Linked DNA regions of Ovis aries: region 2 is linked to region 1. A link is a contact called in public Hi-C data. All regions are on one chromosome and are shown on one strand. Each heading gives the region's core, a stretch centred on a gene start, on an enhancer-like site or on the middle of the called end of the contact. The rest is flanking DNA. Distances are from core to core; before and after follow the strand shown.

Evidence for each region. Hi-C and Micro-C count contacts between places; a contact is called where the count stands out from the background.
Region 2: a contact with region 1 is called in a Hi-C map of muscle, with 5 times the contacts expected there. The contact joins two enhancer-like sites. A contact is called at or near these places in 4 of 16 Hi-C or Micro-C datasets (liver, muscle, skin fibroblasts and 1 more).

Annotation. Positions count from the first base shown.
Region 1 is chr2:25,919,764-25,924,373 of ARS-UI_Ramb_v3.0, forward strand. No RefSeq gene overlaps it. Among named protein-coding and RNA genes, the nearest start is that of TRNAG-CCC, 15 kb to the right of the region's middle. Within about 2 kb of position 1,563, at least 9 of the 54 cell types and tissues checked have an H3K27ac peak or open chromatin away from gene starts, as enhancers often do. A contact at or near this core is called in muscle and tail adipose tissue, where this site is marked.
Region 2 is chr2:26,042,693-26,047,356 of ARS-UI_Ramb_v3.0, forward strand. No RefSeq gene overlaps it. Among named protein-coding and RNA genes, the nearest start is that of TRNAG-CCC, 110 kb to the left of the region's middle. Within about 2 kb of position 3,304, at least 34 of the 54 cell types and tissues checked have an H3K27ac peak or open chromatin away from gene starts, as enhancers often do. A contact at or near this core is called in muscle and tail adipose tissue, where this site is marked.

The sequences.
Region 1 (4,610 bases), core at 313-2,812:
ATGGCAGCACACTCCAGTATTCTTGCCTGGAAAATCCCATGGATGGCAGAGCTTGGTAGGCTCCTGTCCATGGGGTTGCAAAGAGTCGGACACGACTGAGGAACTTCAGTTCATTCAAGACCAGGAGTGGCAGTGGCTCCCAGCTTCTGAAACATACAGCTGATTTTCAGAAAAATAAAAATAACTGAAAGAGCCAGAATGAGATCTTAATTCAGGACAAACGATGCCGGCATTTCCCACTTTAGGCAGTAATTGCTTCCTTCTGGACATTGGCTTGTGGCCTCAGGATGGACTTCATCCACACCCTCAGGGAAAGCCAGTCCTCTTGAATCGTGACCTTTCTCAGGCATTGGAAGCCCAGCAAAGGCAAAGTGCACTCAAGCACCCAAGCCCTACCCCTTCTCCTTCTCCCTGCCATCACCCAAAGAGAAGCCCGATAAACAGCTCACAAGGGTCTTCCCTCCAAATGTGAGTCTGGAGACAGAGCCGTGCTGCGCACCCAGCAGTTCCCTGGTGAAATAGCATGGCTGAGAGCATTTCCACATAAGAATCCCAGTGTCCCCTTAGCCCAAGGTTCAAGGAATAGTGCGGCAAAGACCTTTTCACACATTTTTTCTAGCTCATCATTTTCCTGACTTCTTTGACCATAGAGCCACCATTGTGCTCAAGACTACTAGCAAGATGGAGCTGGTGCTCCTCACAGTCTGGGAAACATCACAGTTAACACGCTGGAGGGCGGGGTCTCAACAGCAGATGCAGTGTGTTTGTGGGAAGGTGATTCTGTCCCTGAAATCAGCCAAGGGAGCTGTTGTCTGATTGTTAAGTCGTGTCCTACTCTTGTGTGACCCTATGAACTGTAGCCCCCTCGACGCCTCTGTCCATGGGTTTCTCCAGGCAAGAATACTGGAGTGGGTTGCCATGACTTTCTCCAGGGGATCTTCCTGACCCAAGGACTGAACCCATGCCTACTGCATTGGCAGGCGGATTCTTTACCACTGACCACCAGGGAAGCTCAAGGAAGCAGTTACCATGTATTTATTGCTGAAAAACTAGCCCCGTCCTGTCCTCAAATGTGGGTTATTTACACACCATATTCTCTCTCTCTCTCATTCACACACACACAATGCCAGGACACATATAATCACTCTTTCCTTCGAAGAAAAAGAAATCAAACGATGGCATTTTCATACAGAAGGAGGGCACCGGGCATATAACTTGATGTTTCGTCACATAGGACTCTTTTTAAGACCACTTATTATTTTTTAGTTTTACAACATTAACCTACATTAAGAAAGAACGTGGACTTTCCTAGCACTCCAGGGATTAAGACTCCTCACTTGCACTGCAGGAGAAACAGGTTCAACCCCTGGTCAGGGAACTAAGATTCCACGTGCCACACAGTGTGGCCACAAAATGAAAGAAAGAAAGAACACATTCCCAGAGCCACTACCACCAAGTCCAGCAAGCATCCACCTGGATAGCCAGCACATCCTGAGCTGTGATTCGGCCCGTCTGAGCCTGTTTGAACTCGTGATCTCACCAGCCTGGCACTGCCAGTCACCACCCTCCTATGGGATATTCGCTGACCAAGCGATGCTCTCAGCCCACATGCCACTCAACTGAGGCCATTTCCAGGAGCTATTTTTTTAGCTAGGCGTTATTTCACCAAAGCCATGAGTCATGAGACTTGATGCCTTTGCAATCTCTGAGGTCTTTGAATGACTCAGTTTTCCATGACTACCATTCAGCTGTGGAACAGTGAGTGGAAAATGAACATTGTTCACAAACAACTCTTCCTCATTCATAAAAGTAAAGAGCCAGTGTCTAGTTGCTGTTTATTCTCCACGGCACATATGAAGTAATGACATCTTGAATTTTCTATAAACCACCAAGGCTGTCAAAGCTGTTTGGAAGACGGCGCTGTAAATACTCATGGCCTGTGAACAGCTGCTCGAGTCCCTTCTTCCCTGACATGGAGGCAGGGTAGAGGCGTCAGCCTCGTAGGCAGTGAGCAGGTAAGGAAAGGAAGGAAAGATCATTGATCAAGAAAACCATTTTGGTAAGGGGACTTGGGCCAGAAAGAAAATGATTTTCACCAGAGTAGGCGAGTTACCTGCATTCTCTGGGCAGGAAGTGGGTTTTTGATTCCGTGATGTACCCAGTGATGCTTAGAGAACATCAGGAGTGGCATCTCCTCTCATCCTGAATGCACCCTGGAGAGCACAACCTCTGGGCACTGGATGTGTTCCCAGGGAGGCCTGGGAGCTTTCTGCCTGCCCAGGTGCCCAAGTGAGCAACCTTACATAGCAGTGTGTTGCCCCCCAAGCACCCGCAAGAACTGAGGCACATGAGCTGCCCAATAAGCCCCCAGCCCACCACCTCCCCCCTCCTCTTCTTGCTTCTGTCAACATTCAACCCTGAAGAAAAAAACAGGATGCTTGATGAAGCCAAACCCACTTATCTCTACCTTTTACCTCAAGCGAGTATGTACACGGTAGGAAAACCAGACAGAAAGAAGGTGACCTAAATACACAATCTGTATCAGGACATCAGAACCTAAGCAGACTCCACTCGGCTCAGAGATGAAGCCAAGCTTCCGAGACAGACAGAACTGAGTGGAGGTGATCACTCCAAAGAAAAGGGCTGCCCAGCTAAAGCACAGCACAGCGCAGACAGCCATGGCAAATGATTTACTCTGCAATCAGAACATTTAGACATTTGTTCAGTCTGGAACATTCCTTCTCTTCAAGTCAGTATGATGTCCATTCCTGAATGTCCTGCAATGAGATTTTTCTGTATCTTTCCTGTGCCTCATTCTTAGGCACTGGGAGGGATTGGGGGCAGGATGAGAAGGGAACGACAGAGGATGAGATGGCTGGATGGCATCACTGACTCGATGGACATGAGTCTGAGTGAACTCCGGGAGTTGGTGATGGACAGGGAGGCCTGGCGTGCTGCAGTTCATGGGGTTGCAAAGAGTCAGACATGACTGAGCGACTGCAGTGAACTGCATGTCCCCCAGTCTGCTTTCTCGTTTAAGGTGAGGGTTTGCCTTAAAGTGCCAGTGAGTTCCTTCTACTCCAAAACCCTGCTTCTGTATGTCATAATCTGAAAACACAGGGTAGAAAATTGGCTCATGGGGCCTGTATTCTGTTGTAATGTTCCCCAGGGATCCTGTCTGTGTGTGTGTGTGTGTGTGTGTGTGTGAAGCTGTGTCAAACAGGTGTTCATGTTTTTTCTTCTTTTTCACATCTGTTTGTACTTTAAAAAAAAAAACTTTTCACTTTTTATTGGAATATAGCTGAATAACAATGTTGTGATTGTTTCGGTGGACAGCAAAGGGACTCAGCTATACACATATATGTATTCATTCTCTCCCAAACACCCCTCTCATCCAGGCTGCTATATAACATTGAGTAGAGTTCCCTGTGGTATATAGTAGGTCCTTGCTGGTTATCCATTTTAATATAGCAGTGTATATGCATGGATCCCAGGGATCTCCCTAACTATCCCTTCCCCACATCCTTCCCCCTGGCAATGGTAAGTTTGTTCTCTAAGTCTATGAGTCTGTTTTTGCTTTGTAAATAAATTTGTTTGTATCATTTCTTTTTAGATTCCACATATAAGGGATGACATACGCTATTTCTCCTTCTCTGACTTTCTTCACTCAGTTTGACAATCTCTAGGTCCATCCATGTTGCTGAAAATGGCATTATTTCATTCTTTTTAGTGGCTAAGCAATATTTCATTGAAGGTATGTACCACATCTACTTTATCCATTCCTCTGTTGATGAACATTTAGGTTGCTTCCATGTTTGGGCTATTATAAATCGTGCTGAAATGAACACTGAGATGTATGTATCCTTTCAGATTGTGTTTTCCTCTGGATATGTGTCCAGGAGTGGGATTGCAGGGTCATATGCAGACTTTCTTGTCCTTTTAATACTCTTCTTAACGTAAAAATAACTGTTTATTGTTAACAACCTGGTCACTGCTTTCCCCACTTCAGTTCTCAGTGTGCAGAACTGGTTTCCCCCACTTAGCAGCATGGACCAAGGGCACTGTTACTGATATCTTTCTAAGAGCCTAATGTCTCCGTGCCCAAGAAAGGATGCTTTGTCTGCACTGCAGAGACTCGCCTGCTGCTCTGCAGTGAGAGGGTGGTGTGGGTGCTGGGGAGCCCCATGTCAGGAGAGAGGCAGGTCTACTGAGAGCAGGGGGCATCCTTTCCATACCTGCAGGTGCATCCTCAGTGGAACTTAGGCTTTTGCTGTGACTCCTTGTCTCCCTGCCCCTGAGGAACCAGCCCACTGGCAGAGTTGGCGTGCATGGCACTTGGAAGCTAGCCATGGCCCAGGTTGTCTCAAAGACAACTGCCTGCATGGCTAACAGGGGCAAGGACCCTTCCTCGGCCTTGGTTGAAGCCCCAAGACACTGTTGATTCTTGGAGATTTCACCAGGAGAGGAAACAAAGTTAGACCACTCATCCATGTCACTTGAAAGTGACATGCAGCTTTTGGATTGTGCCCGGTGAACACACACAGGTCAGAGGAAAGAACTTCCATGTGATGCCTTCTGGCGACCCATGGCCTGCACCTCTGACTACTGGG
Region 2 (4,664 bases), core at 2,054-4,553, 120 kb after region 1:
AGCTATACAATAGAATATTATTCAACAATAAAAAAAAGCATTATAGGCTACAACAAGGGTCACTTTCAGAACAATTATGCTGAGTAAAAAAAAAACAAATAAAAGAGTATATGCGTCTCCATTCCTCAGACAGCATATTAAAAAGCAGAGACATTACTTTGCCAACAAAGATCTGTGTAGTCAAGGCTATGGTTTTTCCAGTGGTCATATATGGATGTGAGAGTTGGACTGTGAAGAAAGCTGAGAGCCAAAGAATTGATGGTTTTGAACTGTGGTGTTGGAGAAGAGCAAGGAGATCCAACCAGTCCATCCTAAAGGAGATCAGTCCTGGGTGTTCTTTGGAAGGACTGATGTTGAAGCTGAAACTCCAATACTTTGGCCAGCTGATGCGTAGAGCTGACTCATTTGAAAAGATCCTGATGGTGGGAAAGATTGAGGGCAGGAGGAGAAGGGGACAATAGAGGATGAGATGGTTGGATGGCATCACCGACTCAATGGACATGCGTTTGGGTAGATTCCAGCAGTTGGTGCTGGACAGGGAGGCCTGGTGTGCTGCGGTTCATGGGGTCACAAAGAGTTAGACACGACTGAGCGACTGAACTGAACTGAACTGAACTGAACTGAATTCCTCAGAAAAGCAATTTTCCTCCAATTAAAAAATACATTTTAAAAAGTGTATGGCATATGATTCCATTTATTTCAGAAAATGTAAATTAATGTATAACAACAAAAAATAGAGCAGTGATTACCAGGGAATAGGAGTGGTGCTGAGAGGAGGGAAGGATTGGAAGAGAGCATGAGGAAACCTCTGGGGATGACTCGTATGTTTATTACCTTGATTGTGGTGATGATTTTACAAGCATATTCCTATGTTGAAATTTATCAAATCGTGCCCTTTAACATGTGCTTTATTATACATCAATTAAACCTCAGTAAAGTTATTTTAAAAAGTAAATAAAGCCTAGGGAGCAATAGTAATTGACTAGCAAGGTAGACAAAGTAAGGAATTCTTATAAAACTGGACAAATGCTCCAAAAAAACAACAGAAAGTTTCAGGAATTTGGTGCACCAGGAATTTTGGGAGATATGAAAGAAAGTCACAGGATTACAGTGTTTACAAACCACCAGGTCACCATCTCGGTTCCCCTGCTAGGTGCCAATACCCTCCCCAACTTACTTTGCCCTGGGTTGCAGCACCATCCACTGCTCCTACCATTCATATATGCAATGGAATATTAGCCATAAAAAAAGAACAAAATAATGTCATGTGCAGTAACATGGATGGACCTAGAGATTGTCACACTGAGTGAACTAAGTCAATCAGAAAAAGACAAACATCATATGATATTGCTTATATGTGAAATATTTAAAAAAATGGTAAAAATGAACTAATTTACAAAACAGAAATAGAATCACAGATGTAGAAACCAAACTTATGATTACAAAGGATGAAAGGAGAGTGGAGAGATCAATTGAGATATTGGGGTTGAAATGTACACACTGTGCTTAGTCGCTCAGTCACGTCTGACTCTGCGACACCATGGACTATAGCCTGAGGCTCCTCTGTCCATGGGAATTCTACAGTCAAGAATACTGAGGTGAGTTGCCATGCCCTCTTCCAGGGGATCTTCCCATCCAGGGATTGAACCCAGGTTTTCTGCTTTGCAAGCAGATTCTTTAACCATCTGAGCCACCAGGGAAGCCCAATGTATGCACTATTTTATATAGAATAGGTAACTGATAAGAACCAGTGCATAGCACAGGGAACTCTATTCAATACTCTGTAATGATCTATATAAGAAAAGAATCTAAAGAAGAGTGGATATATGTTTATGTATAACTGATTCACTTTGCTGTACACCTGAAACTAACACAAGATTGCAAATCAGCTATGCTCCAATAAAATTTTTTTAATAAAATTAAAATCAATTTTAAAAAGAGAAGGTTGTGGATCCCTATCTACCCACACACTCACAGGCCCCTGCAAGGTAGTCCCCACGTGGCACAACCTGCCCCTGAAACAATCAGATCTCTGTCAACTGTCTCTTTAACAAGAATAGGCAAGGATTTCCCAAGCACTTCAGGAAATCTTCCAATATGAAAGAGAGAGCTAAAAGAAAGAGAAGTGGGGAGAGGAATGAAGGGAGAGAAGGAAGGAGAAAGACCAAATCAGATAAGTAGAGATAAGACAGAAAACAAAACACAGCCTCAAAAAAAATTGTCATTAATATCTTAGGAGAAATAACAGAAGACATTGTATCCATTAATCAAGAATAGTTGACACAACAAGGAACAATCAGAGATTAAGAAGGGCTCCTGGGAATTAAAATTATGAGAACTGAAACAAACCTGAAACTTGGTAAAAGGGAATCTGGAGGAAACACATGGAAAATGAGCAGAGCTGGCCTGAACTGGCCTAAAGTAAGGAGATAAGGAGGCCAGCCCACTGGCTAAGAGCTCCAAGCTCTGGGGTATAACATTCAGCCCACTCTACAGTTTTTTGAGGATTTCATCCACTGCCAGCTTGGATGGAGTGTAAGAGGGTGCAATTTATCTGAAGGGCCACCACTTAAGTTGTTCCATTCTGCCCAGCCACAGGGCAGAGGCGACCTGATCCAGCCTGAAGGTCTGCTCACCTGGGCTGAATGTACAAGTGAAGACACCAAGGAAGTGTGTTCTGCTAAGGGGGCCTTTGTAAAATTCACACAAAGGAGCACAGCAGGTCAACAGGGTGCCAGAAAAGATGGCCCTTCATCCCATTAGGCACAGCTACCTTACAGGCATCACCTTCTTCAAGATGCTGCTCAGCCCCAAGGACAGTGCTTGTCCCACAAGGGAGAGTGAACATTTGACCCAGGTGCTACTAGTGGTAAGGAACCCACCTGCCAATGCAGGAGACATAAGAGACGCAGGTTTGATCCCTGGGTCGGGAAGATCCCCTGGAGGAGGGCATGGCAATCCACTCCAGTATTCTTGCCTGGAGAATTCCCATAGACAGAGGAGCCTGGAGGGCTACAGTCCATGGGGTCACAAAGAGTCAGACATAACTGAACTGACTTAGCACGCACAGCTGATGCTCTAGAAACGTGGCTAGGGCACTGTGCTTTTGAAAGGTGGTCCTACAGAGGGCGCAGCTTCCACTGAGCTTTGGCCACTCCTCATTATTCTCCTGGGCTCCTCTCTGTGCGCTCCCCACCAGCAGAGCCCCTCTCTGAGCAGCAGCGGCAGTAGCATCCTATTTGCTTCGTGCTCATCTCCCACGGAGGGACACTTGGGGGCAGTCATTCGACATTGCACACACTTGCAAGCCTCCTCCTGCCCAGGCTCCAGTTCACTCTGAGAACACAGCCTTTACTTGGTGACTCTAGGACATGCTGTGACAACTCGGAGTCTAATCCCCAAACAAGACCCCCTGTGATGCTGTTCACACTCAGCCACAGTGGTCCAGCCCCACCGGCCTGCAGACCCCTCACTCAGGTGGGATGAAAGAGCTAGACAGCTCCGCTCGCAGGACTCATAAATCACAGCCCCTCAGCAAACAGGAAGAAAGAGCAGATTCAGAGACATTTCATTTTAAGTGGATTTAAAGTAACACACCAACACACAGCTCTATTTCCTAGTCATTCTGCCTCTCATTCTCTTAATAACCCTGACATTCCTGTGGGAACACTTCATCTCAGTGAAGGAGGTATGTACAGTTTCTCTGTCATAAAATCATCAGATATTAAACAAATGAAGAGAGGGGCATAAAACAGACTGAAATTACAGCCTGGGTATGTTCTGCCAGAGTCCTCACTGGAGAACTGGACTTTGTCCTTTTCATCTTCATTACCCTCATGCTGGCATTTTAACTGATGGAAACAATACCACACAGCAGGATTGCGAGGACCTCAGGACCAAAACATTAATAAACAGGCATTATGCTTACGCATGGTAAGTTCCAGAAAGGGAGCCTGGTTAATGAGCAAAAGTTCAAAAGAAGCTGAGTGATGTAAGACGTACGATAATGACTCACATGTACGGCATTTGAGACGGACTTTCACAAACAAGGGGGTGGCCAGCAGACTCAGCAGGAGCAGCTAAGAAGTCCATCAGCCCAGCCCCGGTGGGAGTTCTTGGAAACCCCAGCAGAGGGGGAATTGCCACAGAATGAGGACCCAGGGCTTTCTTAAAAACACTATGACCCCCAACTTCTCTGTTACACTCTGCATTGCCCTGCATTTCTGAGTGACATGAAGCTAACTATTCACCACCATTGTGCACCTCTAAGTGATTGCAAGCCAAGGGCCCCCTTCAGAGGGGCAAACCCAGTTTTGTGAAAGAGAAACCAGCGTCCTACCGAAGCTTGACATAGCTTTCTTCATTGTTATGATGAAAACATCTTCAGATCCACACCCAAATGACAGCCCAGAAGGAAAGAATGTATGAGCGTGTTGTATGTGTGAGAGTGTATGTGTGTACGTGTGTGTCTGCAGGCACTTAGTCCAATAGACACACACCCACGGACTTCAGCGGGTTACAAAACGTCCTCTGTACTGAAGAATTTCAGACTGGTGGGATGATTCATTTAGGGGAATTGCTGAAAGCTCTAATACATAAGGAAAGGAGTGCATGCGTACATACATGTGCTGTCCGACGCTTACCAGCTGGTGTTCCAAGCGGGT